2 separate regions of the Hordeum vulgare genome follow, and region 2 is linked to region 1. A link is a contact called in public Hi-C data. All regions are on one chromosome and are shown on one strand. Each heading gives the region's core, a stretch centred on a gene start, on an enhancer-like site or on the middle of the called end of the contact. The rest is flanking DNA. Distances are from core to core; before and after follow the strand shown. Region 1 holds the start of LOC123452484. Region 2 holds the start of LOC123400070 (scarecrow-like protein 9).

Region 1 (2,700 bases), core at 44-2,543:
GTAATTCGTTCACCCACCGCAATATTTGCTATCATGAGAAAAGCCTCTAGTGAACACTATGGCCCCCGGGTCTACTTCACATCATATTTTCAGCCCTACACTTTTACTTTGTTGTACTTTCCGTCTTTAGATCTCACCTTGCAATCAATCGTGAAGGGATTGACAACCCCTTTGTAGCGTTGGGTGCAAGTTTGCTGTTTTTGCCCAGGTACGGTGGAGACTTGGCTTGATACTCCTACTGGATTGATACATTGGTTCTCAAATTGAGGGAAATACTTACTGTTACTGTGCTGCATCACCCTTTCCTCTTCAAGGGAAAAACCAAGGCAAGTTCAAGAGGTAGCACATACCATTGTTTGGTTAGACTCCGAGGAGCATTGTAAGATATGCGAAAAAGATAGTTATCCTATTCCTTATTTGTTTGTTTTGCATAAAATACTGTCAGTCTATTCATAAATTACCATGACATTGTAAAGAACATTAGAAGTAACAAAAATTACGCTCAAATCTATAGACTATCCAATGATGACTACAATCACTAGAGCGAGCTAAAAGCACGTTGTCGCATCTCTCCTTCACTGGAGTCAGCCAAATCTTGTTGTAGTAAGCATTTGGGATGTTGTCATGCTAAGATCCCACATGACATGCGCATTAGAACAACAACAATCGTCGATGAAGGGTGGGTACAAATTTGAAGAAATCCAACACATGGACACACAAAAATGAAACTAACGAACACAAAATCCCAACATATTCTCCAAAAGACAGACCCTGAACGAATCCCGCGAGATGTGTGAGAAACACACCTCAACACACCCTCCGCGAGACCATGCCCCTAGATACAACACGAGGGCAGGGGTAGGCGGAGATAAATGTATTTTATCTTCAGGACACCGCCACCATCTCGCTTTGAGCAGAACACATACCCTAACCAAACCATAAAATAAAATCAGAAGCCCTCCCACCGGCAACAACCGAAATACCGGCTCGTTTCATCCTAAAAATAATAATCAAGCGGGATAAAAATTAATTTATCGGTGCTGAATTTCGGCACATATTTCAGTCTTATTTTGGAACTTTCAGCCTTTGCAGCGTTTTAATTTTTAAAACCCGTTTTTGTAGGGATTTAGGAACTCATGTTGGCAGGGTTTTGTAATTTGGCCGCGCGAACGAAAAGGTGAACAGTAATAATCGCTCACTGCTGCTACATGGGCATGGGAGTGTTTGCACAGCTGTACCTCACTTACCATGTGGCCCAGGTGTTTCGCCCCAGCCGCAGCCGCAGCCGCAGCACACAACGCACTCATCAACCAGAGCAGCCACTCGACCCGATCCCCAATCCCCTCTCCTCTTTTCTCTCCTCTACTCCACGCCGCCTCTCCCCCTCCGCACCCGGCGCGGCGACCGGCAGAGGAGCCGGAGGAGGCGGCGGTTGCTCGGCCCCCGGTCCGCGGAGACGACGACGACGACGACGCCGCCGACGAGGACGACGGTGACAGCAACAAGGCGGTGAGGTGTGGTGCGGGCCGACGATGGCATCGACCCCGCCGCCGCGAGATCTCGCGCGCCTCGACCCCGCCGCGCCGCCCACGCGAGATCTCGCCGGCCTCGCCCTCGCCGCCGAAAGATCTCGCCGGCCCCGGCCTCGCCACGGCTCTCACGCGGCGACGCCGTCAGGTTAGCACCCGTGATCCACTCCCTTTATGTGCTCGTATTTGCTTCGTCCTGCTATTTCCTACCTAATACCAGTAACTTGAATCATGTACTTTCCTCGAGCCCTTCCAATTCGATCACTTGGCATATTTGCCGTGCAAACTTTACACACTGTAATTGGAGAATTTTGTGGTGTCTGGCAGGCCAATCGCCTGACCGGCGCAGTTCATCATCATCCGCCTGTAAAGATTTCCTCCGCAAGTTTGTGGACAACGAGCTTCTCACTGCAAGCCTAGAGGACTGGTTCTCCGGGAACAGCGAAGACTGCGGTTTCAAGAAGCCGGCTTTCGATGTTCCTTTTGACCTTGCCGAGCTGCAGAATTTTGACTATGCTCTGGAAGGTGTTACTTTTCAGCAGCTAGTGCGGATGCCGAACGCTCTTCATGCGTCGACATCAGACGTTTTTGAAGCTACCGCGCACCTTGCCCTGGAGGATTTTCTGCATGCTGGCATCAAGGGACTGTGGGAAGCTTTCTGGGGTCCTGAGGAAGCTATGCCTTTCTCTGTTGCCTGTATACACAGCACGAGCTCCCGATTTTACCCTGCCGAGAAGGCTATTGGCAGTGGAAAACTCGATGGTGTTTGTGCGACAGCTGTGCTGCTCAAGAATTCAAAGCATTCACAAGGGAGGTGGGATCATATTGTTGTGTTGGCTTTGCTGAGACCTGATATTGGAATGGTTTCTGCGCAGAGTGACCAGCATCTGTCTCCTGCTGTCCTGGGGGAGGCGCTATTCTTTGCACTTCGTGTATTACTTTCTCGGAGCCTCAGCAGGTCCTCCACTGTCCTTCGAAATTCAGATTCTGTTTATGTCCTCCTTGTAGATTCACAGTTTGGAGGGGTGGTAAATGTCCAAGGCGATCTGAACAAGCTAAATTTTGATTTGAACAATGTTTATGAGTGTGCTGCTGAATGGATAAAAAAGGATGCCGAAATCACAGTTTCTTCCGTTGACCGAGTATGGAATAAACTTGGGAATGCTAACTG
Region 2 (2,700 bases), core at 77-2,576, 250 kb before region 1:
AAAAAGATATAAAATAGCATATTCATGCATATAAAACATTCTAAGTTGACAAGATAATAGCATGGAACCGTAAAAAATTATAGATACGTTGGGGACGTATCACCGCCGCGCCGCGCCGCGCCGCGGGTTGCGGGAATGAGCCGAGCTCATACCTACGCGCTTATTTTTGCCGGTCAGGAACGGAGAATACGTAACGGATGCGCCACGATCTGAGACGTCGGATCGTGGGCTGTTACCGACTCGGACGTGGGTTTAGCCCACGTCTCTCCACCCGGCCGCCTATATAAGCAGGGCTAACGCCAACCCTAGCCGTCACGAGAATCAGATCACATCTGCCTCACGCGCTCGTTCCTTTGCTGCCGCTGCCGCCGGCGACTCCGTCCCGTTCACCGCATACACGGTCGACGGGAGTGCAGGCCTCCGAAACCCTGCCTCTCCGGTTCCTGTACGGGAGAGGGGCGATTAGGTTTCTGGGGAGCGATCACGCGACTGCTCGCCTCCGTCCATCTGCTTCCTCTACATCCATGTCATCCTCATCATCGCCATGGCTGAACCATCTGAGGCCGATCGTCTCACCCTTGAAGCTGAGAAGAAGGCGTCAGATGATGCTGCCGCCGTCAACGTTGCTGCTACGGTCAAGTGGCCGGCTCGAGGGTATAACCTATTTATCCACTCGTGTTCGTTTCGATCATAACAATGCTACTTGCATGCATAGATGTATCAACTATATGCGTAGTATGTGCTAGATTAGTTCATGATCACTATGTCATTAGTATAGTCAACACCATACTAGTTATTATCTCGTGGATTAATCTACTCAAAAAATTACCTATTTACTCAACAAATCCTATGTAGGAATATGAATGCATTTCTATGAACCAAAGGATCTTAATTTTTTTTCTTCAAAAAATCATATCCTATAAAATTCCTGTAAACCAAAGAAGGCTGAACAGGAAGACAAAAGAAAAGAAGAAAGTAGGGACGTAGAAGAAGAAGTATACAATGTATTAGGACAATAGCATCATGTATATTGTTTCGAATTGACAGACTTTTCAATATTTCAGATGGCGCGATTGGACGGCGGTGTAGGTCCGTGCGAGTTTCTCCACCAAGACCCGGCTCCACGTCGCCACCAGCAGTCCATCAGCACACGTGCCAGAATGTATTTCCCAACAAGCCCGAGGGTGTTTCTCCAACTCTTGCTTGGTAGTGTAGTGAGGTGTATGCGAATAATAACAATAATCAAGCGTAATGCAGAGGGGGCGTCGCATTCGGCGTTGCTGAAAAGAAGAAAAATGCTCACATGCAGAGGGAGAGGGAGCCACCATCATCGAGGTTCTGGAAATCTCTGAGACCTCGATTATCTTTTACTACTGTAGGAGTAGTACTTAGCCAGCCACCATCACGGGACGAGATTTCTTTTCCTTTTACTACTAGCTCCGGGACGGGTCCAACTCCCAAGAGACCTCGCCGCTGGGGAACTGAGCAAAAGGAGCAAGGAAAGGAATCCCTCCGCTCAGCCGCGCACACTTGATCCCCGCCCCCAATCAAACCTTCCCTCCCTTCCTCTCTCTCTCTCTCCTCCCCCCCGCCGATCCCGCGCGGCGACCGGAGGCCCGGCTGCGGCGGCGCGTGCGGGCAGGCGATGACATCCACCCCGCAGCCTCCCCGGGATCTCGCGCACGCCGCCCCGCCCGCGCAGGACCTCACCGGCCTCGGCCTCGGCCTCGCAGCCGCGAGGTCCCTCCGCCACCGCCCACCACGCCAAGGATCGAAGCCTTCAGGTGAGCCCACCTCGCCAGCGTCAGCCCGTGATCCGCCCGCCTGTCGTCGCCGCCAGCCTGCGAAGTCATATACTCCTACCTGTTTGTATTGGTATTTCCAGTCGTTTGTTGCTTGCCCTTGCCATGCGCGTCATGTGATACCAGCAGATTTCACTTCTCAAGTGCAGCGCTCTAGTGCGTTCCCTTCCTGTTATTTTCTGCTCAGGAATCAAATAGATGCTTCACCCCGAACTCGATCAACCACTTGCCATCTTCTCTCTGACTGAAGAATTCCATCATGTTTGGCAGGTTCTGTGGAGCACCAGACCATTTCAGGCTCACTGATCCACTCAATGATTCAGTTCTGCGGAGCACCAGAGTACTTCATGTTCAACGATCCGCAGCCGGTGATCTCGCCCCATGTGGCCGCGGAACCCGGTCCCAATGCTCCCGTCGCCACCCTCTCCAGGGCCACCAACACAGAGACTGACAACCCCGAAGACTGGGAGTTCATCTCGGACGAGTCGCTCAACTATATCAGCCGGATGCTCATGGAGGAGGACATTGATGAGAAGGTCAGCGTGTACCAGGAGGAGTCAGCCACACTCCGTGCCACCGCAAAGCCCTTCTATGACATACTTGGGCACAAGTTCCCGCCGTCCCCTGACCGCACGCTCATGCGTTGGTCCCTGGACAGCCCCAGCGAGAGCAGCAGCAGTGGTCAGGCCCAGTCCTCGTCCAGTGTGGCTACTAGCTGCAGCGTCGGTGGTTCTGTTCATAGCTACCAGTGCCATGACGTTGGACACTCTGAGCAGCTGCAAGCTCATCGGGGCTTGTGTGGCCGATCTTCTCAGCCACTGGTTGTCCCATCAAGTGCTGTTTCTGATGCAGCAGACTCACTAGAAGATCCTTTGATCACCAACGGCAGGATCCCCGA

Evidence for each region. A called contact is a pair of places that touch in the nucleus more often than the background predicts.
Region 2: a contact with region 1 is called in a Hi-C map of leaf, with 4 times the contacts expected there. The contact joins the promoter of LOC123400070 here to the promoter of LOC123452484 in region 1. A contact is called at or near these places in 4 of 6 Hi-C or Micro-C datasets (leaf and seedling).

What each region holds. Positions count from the first base shown.
Region 1 is chr5H:310,141,443-310,144,142 of MorexV3_pseudomolecules_assembly, reverse strand. It overlaps LOC123452484, which reads left to right and starts at 1,293. Exons shown (of 2, transcript XM_045129138.1): 1 at 1,293-1,677; 2 at 1,857-2,700. The coding sequence starts at 1,533.
Region 2 is chr5H:310,394,541-310,397,240 of MorexV3_pseudomolecules_assembly, reverse strand. LOC123400070 (scarecrow-like protein 9) reads left to right here and starts at 1,326. Exons shown (of 3, transcript XM_045094468.1): 1 at 1,326-1,784; 2 at 2,073-2,700. The coding sequence starts at 1,646.